Linked DNA regions of Arachis hypogaea: region 2 is linked to region 1. Evidence: chromatin contacts called from public Hi-C data. All regions are on one chromosome and are shown on one strand. The core of a region is the stretch at or near the end of the contact, and the rest is flanking DNA. Distances in the headings are between cores, read along the strand shown. Region 1 holds the start of LOC112801251 (2-hydroxyisoflavanone dehydratase). Region 2 overlaps LOC112801252 (ARM REPEAT PROTEIN INTERACTING WITH ABF2).

The links. Hi-C and Micro-C count contacts between places; a contact is called where the count stands out from the background.
Region 2: a contact with region 1 is called in a Hi-C map of leaf, with 2.4 times the contacts expected there. The contact joins the enhancer-like site here to the promoter of LOC112801251 in region 1. A contact is called at or near these places in 2 of 8 Hi-C or Micro-C datasets (both in leaf).

Annotation. Positions count from the first base shown.
Region 1 is chr5:37,178,757-37,185,361 of arahy.Tifrunner.gnm2.J5K5, forward strand. It overlaps LOC112801251 (2-hydroxyisoflavanone dehydratase), which reads right to left and starts at 3,666. Exons shown (of 1, transcript XM_025843884.3): 1 at 1,847-3,666. The coding sequence starts at 3,053. The coding sequence ends at 2,076.
Region 2 is chr5:37,264,241-37,270,845 of arahy.Tifrunner.gnm2.J5K5, forward strand. It overlaps LOC112801252 (ARM REPEAT PROTEIN INTERACTING WITH ABF2), which reads right to left. Exons shown (of 20, transcript XR_011882001.1): 10 at 6,535-6,603; 11 at 6,282-6,341; 12 at 5,977-6,100; 13 at 5,569-5,708; 14 at 5,097-5,160; 15 at 4,892-4,971; 16 at 4,535-4,599; 17 at 4,332-4,449; 18 at 4,087-4,211; 19 at 3,346-3,597; 20 at 2,359-2,636. Among protein-coding and RNA genes, the nearest start is that of LOC112801252, 7.2 kb to the right of the region's middle. Within about 2 kb of position 2,566, at least 1 of the 3 cell types and tissues checked has open chromatin away from gene starts, as enhancers often do.

The DNA.
Region 1 (6,605 bases), core at 2,416-4,915:
TTTTTCATTTTTTCTCTTGTCTCTGCCATCTTCACAATCCCTTGAAACATGAGATATTTTAGTTAGCAGCATTCGGGTAAATGAAATACACCCAACTTATTATGTTTACTTACCAAAATTTCCTCTCTTTCTGCGGTCATTCTTTCCACCAACTGCTCCTTAGTCCAGTTGGCAATCCAGGGCTTTGGTGGTCTTTCAGTCCTGTTCTTGCCTTTGTTTTTTGAAAGATGAAAGTAGATTATCATCAGGGCGAAGAGGCAGCCATTAATTGCCTTCTTCTTCTTCTCCTGGTAGTCTGTGATGCCCTTGATCATGAAGGTCAAAACATGCCCCCCCAGTTTCTCTCCGATATGCCGTCCATCTTAAAAATTAGGGCCAGGTGCACGGGCGATATTTTGTTTATCGTCGTTGGCAAAAGGAACGCCATCTGTATGTAGAGGATGAATATCCTCTTGAACATCAGGCGTTCCTCTTCGTTGCCAACGCCGATTTCCATCATTTCATCGATAAGACTTTTGAGGGTCTTACCCTGGAATCTTCTATAAATTATTTTGTCATCATCAGAAAGTTTCTTATACTCAACTTTCTCAGGAAATAGATTTCCTACAAAAAGGAAGACAACAAAGCATCCAAGTCGGTTCAAATACACCCAAGCATCAACTTAATATACACCCAAGCAACAACTTAATATACACCTATAATTTTGAGCTAATTACCTGTTGCATTGATGCCAAGCGCATCACCTATTTTTTTTGGGTTATTTGGAAAGAACCATATCCTGTCTTCAGTCTGTTCTCCCCAAGTTTGAAGTTGTTTGCCAGCTCCCTTAAAAGTTGGTGTTCCATCCTTAATGGTGGGATGTGCATCAACCCACCGAATCCAAGATCCCTCACAATCGCCTTCTTCTCCTCAGTCATGTTTCTGAACTTATCATTCAGGAGATGTGTGGCACATTTAAGGTCTTTTGTTTGGTTTCTTGCTGCCATTTTCTCTAAAACTAAAAATACACCCAAAGATATCAGTAATATACACCCATATATATATGACTCAGATACACCCATTAATAACAATAAGATACACCCATTGATAACAGTAAGATACACCCATATATATGAGTCAGATACACCCAAAGATATCAACAAGATACACCCATTGATTACAGTGAGATACACCCATAGATATTATTCAGATACATCCATATAGATATCAGTCAGATATCACTCAACCATGCTTCAATATCAAGCCACATTACAAGGTTAAGCAGTTTACACCCCCGAATCTACGGAATAAACCCCCCAAAAATCAACAAAAATAGCAGGAGAACTTAGAACAACAACGTAGAATGACGTAGAACTTAGAAGAACGACGTAGAACTTAGAACAGTGTAACAAAGAAGCAAGAATAATAGTAATCCCTAGAAGAACGACGTAGAAGAAAAAGTAAAATATACAGGAATCTTAATGGACTTACGTTGAGTATTGTTGCTTTGTTTTTTCTTCAGATTCTTCACGGAGAGTTTGATGGTGTTTTGATGGAATTTTCGAACAACGATTTCTATATTTTGAACTTTGATTTTCGCTCGAAAATGGGAGGGTTTCCTTGTTTTCAAAGCGCCTTGAGAAATGGAAGAAGTGGAAGAAGTGGAAGAGTCTGCCATACGTAACCGTTCGAGTGTTGAGTGCGTGATTTTGACGCGCCATGTTATCTCTTTTCATGCGCGTGAGTTCTCTTTGAGTTGGGCCAACTTGTATGCTTGTAGGCTTGTATGTGTAGCAGGCCCGTTAAACAAATGAGTGATTTGATGATGCGATTAATCCAAGTCGATTAAAGAATGATATAATTGCTATTGAAAAAAATAAACCTTATTGATAAAGTGAGTTGCATCAAGTTTTATGATAATTACTTTAACAGTTATATTTAAAAACCAAAACTAAGCAGGTGAAACAATCCCTTTGGTCACATGTCTCAATTCAATTGGCTGTCCATTTATAGCTACTATAGCCAGCGAATTAGTGTAGCCCCCCCACAGACGGCACCGTAATTCATATTCTTTATTGACTTGATCGATCTATATTCTATCCAAGAAGGAAAGAGGACAAGCGTTTGACGAAATTGAAGGCAGCGTGAGATTGAGGATTGTGGATATGATAAACATGGTCCTCTTGAGTCTCCTCGTAAAGATCCAATTCTCCAAGCCAGCCACTATTCTTGACAGCATCGTAGTACCAAATTCCTCTGTCCCTTAACTTGTCTTTGCCGGCAACACAGATCAGCATCTTAGAGCATCCAAGTCCAGCCAAGGTTGGTGCCCCATCAGCCATTGGATTGATCATAGGGCAATCAATCCCACCAGGGGCACAAGGGAACACGAAGTTCCAAACTTTAAGCATGTAGTCGGGGGTAGCAATAGCCTGTTCTGACCCGATCGGTTGTGAACCATAGAAGAATGGATGGGAAAGAAAAGCACCCAACACTTTGACAGAAGCAGGTAAAGTCTCAGAGCCAGCACGCATAAGCATGTTGTGAACGATGTTCCCGCCAGCGCTATCACCTCCTAGGAAAACTCTGCTGAAGTCACCGTGGTTGATCAACCATGGCTCCTTGTTGGGTGGGTTTGGAGAGGAATAATGAGCGGCAACCCATTGAAGAGAAGCCCAACAGTCATGATATGCTGCTGGGAGAGGGTGTTCCGGTGCGAGCCTGTATTCTACAGAGACAACTATGACATCAACTTGGGAGACAAAGCAGTTGAAGTGGGAGTGGTAGGATTGAGAGAAAGCGGATTCAAATAAGAATCCACCGCCATGGAAGTAGACCAAGATGGGGAGTTTGTTGTTGTGAGTGTGTTTTGGAAGGTAAAGGCGAGCGGAGATGGAGGGTTCGTGTGAGATGAGTGTGTCTTTGGAGGAGACAGTGAGTTGTGGGTCGTCAAGGGAGGGTGGCACAAACGGGGATTCTCTGAGGCGTTCCACGGTGCCATCCTTGTACACCCTCACCACAGTGGGAATCTCTGCGGCTATCTCTTTGCTGTTGTTGGTCGTAGATGAAGCCATGTTTGAGACACACACAGAAAGAGAGGAGAGGTCTATTTATTCTTTTCTTCTGTGCGAGAATGAAATTGAAGTGATGATCAAATAAAATATAAAGAGAAGATGGGGAAATACTTCTTAACGTTTATGTAATTCATGTATGCTTAAAACGTCAAATGTGGAGTGCGGACATATATAATGACTCTCATCTTCATCTAGAGCACTTAAAAATGAAAATAAAAGAGAAATGCTTGTCCTTGTGATTTGTGACAGCAAACTACTACAGCGATTTGAATCCATAATTTTCAATAAAGCCAAGGTGAAGCTACATGCCATCATCGGCAAATCCTAAGCCAGATCAAAATATTAGATTAACATCCTCTAAATTTTGAATTTTTTTTAAGAATAAAATATGATCTTTTACTATTTATTTTATAGGATGATACCCATAAAAAATAAAAAAAATAAAAAAAAATTATTCAAAAATAAAAGATCACGTTTTAGGTTCTAAAATAAAAATTTAAAATTTAAAAGATCTAAATTCTATAATATTAGTACCAATCTCATATTATATATAACTGCCGGATTTTCCTTGGTCGCTGGGTGCAGTCCAATTTGTCTTTTTTAAAAAACATAAAAAATAAAAAACAACTTTTAATGTCGATACTTTTATTCAGTGTAAGCTGAACTATTTATTTTGGCTACATTAATTTCATTGTCTCCTTTGTATTATACAATACAATTTGCACCTTTTGTTTGTATAATTTAAGTCATTTCTTCAGGAAAAAAGTTATTTATTCCATGGTGTCAATTATTTTCTTCTTTCACCCACCATACTTATCTATTGTTTTCTTTTGTTTATTTTTTCTCTTTTTTTTTTCTATAAAATATAGATACTTTGCTAAATTATCATGTTCGCATCTCGGATACATTTTGAACACAACATTTATTCGATATGCGTGTTTATTGTATTTAAACGCGTCTTAATAAAAAATAGAAAAGTTTTCACCGAACACACTTGAGCACACATAAATAACATCATCTGTCAGCGTGTTCAGTCATATTATTAACATGTATTCTTGAAATAAGTTTAGAAATAATATATATTATTATTTATTAAAATAAAAAATATTTTAAATATTTTATATAATTAAAAAAGACATTAAAAATTTATTTTATATTATAATATCAATAAAATATCAAAATATCATTATTTTTTATCAAAAAATACTTTATATTTTCTAGAGTAAATAGTCATTTCTGACCATGAAAGATTTGAACGCTGACAAAACTAATCATAAAAAATTAAAACTAAAGTTATACCCATACAAGATAAATTTTGTTTAACAAAAATGACCAATCGTTAAATTTTTATTTATAATTCCATAAATACCCCTTCTCTTTTTCTCTTCATTTCTTGTCTTTCTTCCAAAATCACCACCACCTTTCAAAACCATCACCACCACAGTTTTAAAATCTACCATTCCACTAGATCTACCCATCTTCTTCCTCATTCTCCGAACAAACAAAACAACAAACACTTTCTCCGTGTTTGTTCATGTTGCTATTATTAGATTCTGCCCTAATTTTATAATTGGTTAAATGATACCTTTAAGATTTGATGTAGTGTGTAAATTTTAATAAACCACTTTTGAGCATATTCTGACTATATGTACATGCTATTTAAGATGTCTGCTTGACATATATAGTGCATAAATGTTCATGAGTATACTTTTAGATATTCGAAGCATTGAATTTGAGATATTAAAACTAATCACCTTAATATCAATTGTTTGGTGTGGACAAGAATCAAAGAGCATCTCGTGGATGCGAGTGAGGTGTTATATATGGAAATAACGAGGAGCTGTTCTCGCTTACTTTTTGTAAAGCGATCAAAATTTTTTAGGACAAAAAATTTTATTAGGGGGATAGGATGTAAACTCCGGGTAATTAATAAGTAGTTAACCAATAAATTAATTATTATTAAATAAATTAAGAAATTAAAATTGATAATTTAGAAGAGGAGAAATAATTAAAATATAATTTTTGACACTAATTTTAAAGTTTTTGGCCCAAAAACGGGCTAACAGACTGAACCGCCCACCATATAAATATAGGGTTAACTACCAAAAATGCTCCCAAATTTTTCAAACGCTGACAAAAATGTAGCTGAATTTTACTATCGATAAAAATGCCTTTAAATAATTTTAAAATGCGATAAAAATGTCCAATAGTAAATATATATTTTGAAAAAATGCCTTAAAGATTGAATTTTGAAGTGATTTTTTGCAAGAATAATTAAAAAAAGAGATATTATTATTCTTAAAGTTTGGTGGTTTTTTCTAAATATATATGTTTTTGTGATTTTTTAAAAATATTATTGGTTGTTAACAAAAAAATTACAAAAAACATACCTACTTAATGGAAAAATTACCAAATTTTAAGAATAATAATATCTCATTTTTCTAATCATATTTACAAAAAATTGTATGAAAATTCAATCTCTAATGTATTTTTTGAGAAATATATATTTAATATTAGATAATCTTGCAAAAAAAAACTAACATTCAATATATATTTCTCAAAAAATAAACTAGAGATTGAATTTTGATACAATTTTTTGCAAGCATGATTAGAAAAATGAAATATATTATTCTTAAAATTTAGTGATTTTTTGTTAAGTACATATTGTTTTGTAATTTTTTAAAAGTATTATTGGTTGTTAACAAAAAAATTATAAAAAATATATATACTTAATAATAAAAAATTACCAAATTTTAAATATAATAATATATTATTTTTATAATCATGTTTGCAAAAAATTGCATCAAACTTCAATTTTTAAGGTACTTTTTGAAAATATATATTTACTTTTTGAAAATATATATTTACTATCGGGTATTTTTGTTGTGTTTTTAAATTATTTGAAGGCATTTTTGTCGATATTAAAATTCAAGTGTATTTTTATCATCGTTTAAATAATTCAAGAGCATTTTTGGTGGTCAACCCCATAAATATGAGAATTCAGCCTTCTCTTCCTCATTCTTTCATTTGAAGCATGCTGAACTTTGATTTGGGGGAGGAGAATAAAAAACAAACCCTAACCCCTTATTCCACTTTCAATTTCAAATTCTTATAACTTTCAATCCGGAGTACCGATTGATGAGCCGTCAGCGGCCATGCGTTTGGCTCGGAACTCTCTGCAAAATACTCCCAACAATTTGGTAAGGAATTTGTTATTGTGTGTCCAGTTTTCTGTTTCCCCATTTTCCACAAATTTGGATTTTAGTATTGAGAGATTTTGTGATTTTGATAGTTTAGGAGTACTCTAGCAGTAGATGTTGGGTTTTACTCCAATTTTGAGTGGATAAGGTAAGAAACTACTTAACCCTCTATAAATCATTAATTAGCAAATCCTATGTTAATTATAGTGAATTTGGATTGTATTAGATTGAATTGGGTGATTCGGAGTAAAATTGGTGAATATTGGAAGCTGGGAATTGAATCCTGGGAGCTGAAAATTCAATTGGTGAGGAGTTAGAGCTTTGGAGCTTGAGGAATGGTGGATAATTGAGG
Region 2 (6,605 bases), core at 1,316-3,815, 84 kb after region 1:
CGGTAATTATTTACTGTCGGATTAATCTCCGATAAATTCAACAGTAAACTTAAATTTAAATTTTTTTAAAAAAAAAATAAATGACAACACTTCCTTAAATGATAACTTTTTTTTTGCAATCTTAACACCAAACAACAGCACTAAATCACACTTATATTCTAATATAAAAAAGAAAATCAAAAACTTCTATTTTATTTCTTTCCAACCAAATAAAGTTTCATTTCTCTCCTTAACTTACTCTCTAGTAAGTAATAGTATGAACTGTATGTAGGAGGATTAAAATAAGGCATCATGAATATGTTTTTTTTATTTAATTCTTTTTCTATATCTAATTTACTAACTTTGTGATATTATATTATTACTCATATGCAATTGTTCTTCTGCAAATGAAGGAGTCACTAATGAAGGAGTCACTAATCAAGTAGTGTTTCAAGATCTAATAGTGACCACATACAAATGTGGAATAAATTAATGTTCAATGTTAATCTTTATAGCAACATTAACTTATGTCATTTAAAAAAAAAAGAAAGCAACAAGCTCACATTTGTCTGAATTAGGTGAATTTTTATTTCTTGAATTCCAAACTAAAGTAACATGAACATTTCCTGAAACAGTATGCTAAAAATAAATTATCAACAATTTATTTAACTCCGTCAACAAAATAATATCAATTCAACTTTTTTCACATAAATAACATAATTCAATAGCAACAAAGAACCATTCATATATCTTTCCATATCCAAAATTTCAATTGTCAATTGAACTAAAAAACCTAACATATTGAGTATTATTACATACCATTTACCTGAACATATTACAACTCGCCAGTACCCTCATCTTCAACAAATGGTTCAATATTCAATTCAACGATACCTATACAACATTTAGAAATAGACCAAAAAAAACTTAACACAACTAAATTAGAATAATCAAATAAGCAAATAGTTAATAAAAATGACAAAAAAAAGCATATCTAAGCAACTCAACAGCAACATTAATATTAGGATGATGAGCTGCCCAAAAAGCCACAGCACACAAATAGCTTACTTAGATTCATGTCAATGAATAAGAACACTAAAATGAAATTTATTATGATAATAATAAGGAAAAAAACAGAAACACGCATTAATAAAATAAAGCCAACTGAAAAAAGTAAAAACAGGGTTAGGATTAAGATTTAAAAAGGGGTTAGATTTTTCTTATTTAAAATGAAGTAAAAATGATGATAGAATATGGAGAGAGATGAGGGCAACCTACCTAGAAGAGGGAGGAGAGACGTAGCTCGGGCGACAGAAGATGCAGCAACGGCAGCGGTACCAACGACGGCAAAGACAGAGGGAGAAGCTCTGTTTCAGGCAACAAAACAAGATCAAGGCAAGTCCATGAAGTCTTTGAAGAAGAATGCAGATGGCAGGTACTGGCAGAGGGTGGCCAAAAGGTATGCTAGAGGTAGAGAGAATAGAGAAAGATAGAGGAGAAGGTTAGAGAGAGAGAGAGAGAGAGAGAGAGAGAGAGAGAGAGAGAGAGAGAGAGAGAGAGAGAGAGAGAGAGAGAGAGAGAGAGAGAGTTTCGAAAATGAAGGGAAAAGGTTTGCATTTTGAATTTAGGGCAAGTGATAAATTCGACAGTACCGTATTGCGAGCCACCAAAATGCAGCGTTCCACTAATTGGGTTTACCGGCTAATTTTTCTGCCAGTAAATTCCATGTTAAATTTCACGCCTATTTTTTCCTTTGTTCCTCCAATTATTACCGGTGAATTTACCGTCGAAAAAGAAAATCTACCGGTAATGATTTGACCTGACAAATTTGACACCTAAACCACCGGTAAATCCACCAATAAAGCCAACGCTAAACCCGATGGTATTCAACGTTTTTTCTTGTAGTGTATTTTTCCACTTCTCGCTCTCCAATTCCATGGATTGTTAATGGTGTGTATATCTAGTAGGCCAGTGGATTTTGCAGTGGAAGTGATGGTGGTTATGGAAGGAAGATGAGAAAGGGAGAGCAAAGGAGAGGGGTATTTACAGAATTATTAACAAAAAATTAATTATTGGTTATTTTTGTCAAACAGAACTTATCTTATACGGGTATAATTTTTATTTTAATTTTTCATGGTCAGTTTTGTCAGCGTTCAAACTTCAAATCTTTCATAGTCAAAAATAACTATTTACTCTATTATGTGTGTATATCGTGTTTCCGTGTTTTATAAGATTTTAAAATTCATATATCCATGTGTCTCGTGTTTTGTGTCGTATTGTGTCCCGTGTCCATATCAATATCCGTGCATCATAGTTTTTTTTTCCAAAATTAATGGGTAATAAGATCTCCATATGAAGTATAACAAATTCACTCCATAATAGGAAAATTAACAATTATTATTGAAATATAGAATAGTTAAAGAAATGCTTTATTACAATAGAGAACAAAAATTTGAGGGACAATAAATAAATAAATAAATAAAATAATTTTGAATTATTCTATTCTTAGAATTAAAATATGTTGTTGGCACTTGGCAAGCATTTTTTTTATCGCTGAAACCAAATCACTGTGGGCAAGGCCCGTGGATCATAGGAATTCCAACCAGATATTAGATTCATGCTAGTTTTTTAAAGGGTTAGCTTATTATCGTCAAGCCCTGTCCAAACAAAAAAAGAGAAGCTTATTATCGTCAAGCATCATGATGAAATAAGAAAGGCAGACCGATTTCAGAAACACTTAACATGCCCTGGTAATATCTGACCAAATAAAAAAATAGCATGCCCTGGTACAAGCATTTAACATGTATTGTAATCTAGCCCTTACAGAGAAGTATTTATTAGATATTAGCTTACTGATTCACTTAATTGCATTTATTAGGTTGATGTATAAAGGGACTAACTCAACCAGTTAAGATAAGAAGTTAGTTTTCTGTTACTGTTAGGATGCAGCGTTAGTTATAACAGTTTGTTGTATATAGTTGAAAGCTCCATGATCAAAGCTAAGCTTGTTGCTTCCATTCCAAGCAATTAATCTTTTCTCTCTCTCTCTCTCTCTCTCTCTCAGAGTCTATCTTCTAACAGTATTTGCAACATATACAACATATCCAAGTACGAAGACAAGATTTAATGACTTCGTACGATGTAAATTATCCACCCAGACAACCTCTTGCAGACAACTAACTAAATGCTATATATACATCAAGTGCTTGGGCAAACCTACAATCATAACAATCGTAATGCAAAATCAATCGGGAAAGAGAACTATGAAGCCATAACCATCACAATATTGCATGAGAAAAAACAATGTTCGTGAAGGTCATATCTGCTACATCTATAACAATGACGTTACAACCAACAGGGACTTACACTACATCAGAAACGAACATGCATGGCCGTGTTAGATATTTCTCTAAGCAATGCTGCAACGAAAATGGGAGACCTCTTTTGCTGGTTTCAACGAAAAGAAGAACATCTACCACATTCTGTACATTACAATCGGTTAGATGTCAATAGTAGAACAACACATACTACAGCTGGGTGTTGGAATTGGCCTTGGTAAGAGCTTTAACAAAGTAATTCCGGATCTCTGGAGTTATCCGCTGAATCAGAAGTGTGTGTCTGCAAATAGTTGGTGCAAACAGAAATTTAAGAATCTCAAGAATTATGGCATATGCAATGCGATAGAAAATGTGAATATCAATGAATATATATATATATATATATATATATATATATATATATATACGGCAGCAATTTTTCCAACTTTTATAGAGAAAGAATTTGACAGTAAGTCCGCAACTAGTTTCCAGACACCCATTGCTATAATTGACCGGCCAACACTTATCCAGCTTATTTCAACAGAAGTTCTAGTTTTACTGTCAAATCCTACCTAAACACAAGTCAAGAAGAAGAAAAATATATATTTAACAAACTCGCAACATAGTAGCCATAGAACCTAGAAGTCTCAAACATGATTCTTAACATCTATATGTTTAATCCAGATTAACCCTATCTATTGGTTTATGGTAAGTGTCAACCACTAAGAGGAAGGAATACCTAGGGGGGGAAAAAAAGAGAGCAAAGGATTGGAAGGAGTTAGGTAGATACCCTGGCCTTGCACTCAGTTTATCAAATTGCTCCAGGATAAAAAGGATGCATGCGTGCCTTAATGATATAGCATTAAAAGCTTCTGAAAGTTCGTACATACTTGACACGTTCTCTAGTGATATATCCTGAGACAAAAAAACAAAAGTCAAGAGAGACCTACCTTCCAGTGGAATATTAGTTAAGTTATAGTGCAATACACTAGATGTGTGTGTGCAACAAATCCAATTATAGATATCAAGTCTGACCTGTGCAATGGTGTATTCACAATGTCTCTTAAGTCCCTCTAAAAGATACTGATCAGCCGCTCGAAGTAGATCTTGGGCAATATCAAGAGTGACATCAACTGACCCAGTATATATAAATCTGGACCAAGATTAAACAATTAAGATTTAATTTTTCAATAAAACACATCATGACCATAAAACACAGAGCAAAGCACATATTTGACCTCATCATCAGTTCAAAGACCTCCCATCTAATATTTGGAATCTCAATATCTCTTGCATCCTTCTCCTGCCATGAATAAAACATTTGCATGTCATGTACGTAAATCTATAACTTCCTGCTAAAAAAATAAGCTTAGCCAAATCTCCAGCTAAAGTTTTCAACTAATTTTAATATGAGAATAAAGTCTCGTGAAAATCATGTGGGTCAATAACAGTGTTTTCTTTTCTTGGACAAAAAAATTTGTAATACTGAGGAGAGAGAGTGCATGCTTTTGGTTTCTTTATATCTTGGGAGTATTGTCCAGAGTTGGGGAAGGATAAGATACATGGCTTGCTAGTAGAGATCAATATAAGCTCACCCTGTAACCACCATCAAACATTGCACGAAATGCATCTGAAGATGCAAGCAGGCAGATTCTGTGAGCAAAAAACCGTTTGCCTGCAGTTAAGTATGAAAGTAGCAGTTAACTACAAATACCAATGAATCTACAGCACCACATTCCATCAAGTTATTTTTCAAGCAATAGTTTCAAGAAAGATGCAGCATGGATGAAAAGAATCAACCTTCAACCAAAAATGTTACATCGGACAAGGTAGAATTGTTGACATATTGCTCTCCTAAATAGACCTGCAAAAGGAAGAAAAGTATATGATCTCAGATTCTAACTTCTAGAAGCATCTTATTCTAAATTATTTAGACAAGAAATAGAGGCAGTAGATCTGGACCAAGGTTCTAAGTTATAACTAGACCCCATCGCTAAGGTATTCAAATCATCTTTATACAGAATAAATATCAAAAGTTCACATGCCCAATACAAAAATACATGTATTAAAAATTTCAACCTCAAGTTGAATCTAATCAATACCATCTATCCTCAATAAAAAACAAACAGAAATAAAGTTTAGAACCAAAATAATCAAATGCAAGCAGCCTGTTGAGATTATATGAAAATACTAGAAAAAATAAAATAAAATTCTGTAACTCTAAGCAGCGCGATTACAGAGACTGAGGAAAATGACTTCTATATAAGACTACCTGGGGTGTTGGAGAAGGAGGAGCGGCATCGACAGGAGACAGAGTCATAGCTTTGTTAGCCACCTTAAACAAAGCAACAGCCCCCTCTAGTTGCTGCTTAGGGCTGGATGAACCAAGCAGCCCAATAAGCAACTCAAGACCTACAGCACATATGCTCAGCATCAATAACAAGAAATGATGGACCCACCAAATGGAGTCTATACAACTAATAATATATATCAAACTTCTGTAAAAGATATGACTGAGATGAAACTATTAGGGACTTGGGTATCATGGGGTGCCCAAAGTCGCACATCGGGTAGTATGGAATGCTTGATGTTATATATAAGGAGAGTGGTTCTTCCCCTTTATCAGCTAGTTTTTAAGGTGTGGTTTCCCACTTTCCTTAGATACTTAACAGAAACATACCATGGTGATCGATAAATATTTTTTTCTGATCCTCTGCTGCACAAAGATGAGCAAGAGCCAAAGCCACTCTTCTCTGGAAGGCCTTCTCTGAAACTCGCATCAGATATAGCAAATGGTTCAACACCTACACAGATGAACATAACTGATTAGAAATTGCAATGAAATATAAAACATGGGATAAGGCTCGGTAATTGTATAGAACTTGAGGTTCTGATAATTTGATTCAGTAGTAGCACTTGTCATTTCCATGTTAATTACTACCAAAAACTTTTTAAATTATCCTGTCTAAGCAAAGTTTTGCTTACACGGCCATGTATCTTCTCTTCCAATCTTTTCAATGTCTTTGCAACACAATCTTTAGTTGCCTGCAATAGAAACCAATCCCACATAGATCAACATATGTTACATGTCCATGATCAACCTTCTATTTTCCAGTATGAAGAATTTATAAGTCATATGCAATAAGGTGGCATATTTGATTTGTACCCCAAAAAAAAAAACAAACAGCGATAACTTGATATCAAAGCTAATGTCCAGGCATTACAGAGGCAAACTTACTTGAACAATGAATTCTCCATCCTGCAATCTCTGAATTCCGCCTACCCTAATAAAATCTGACACATTATCCT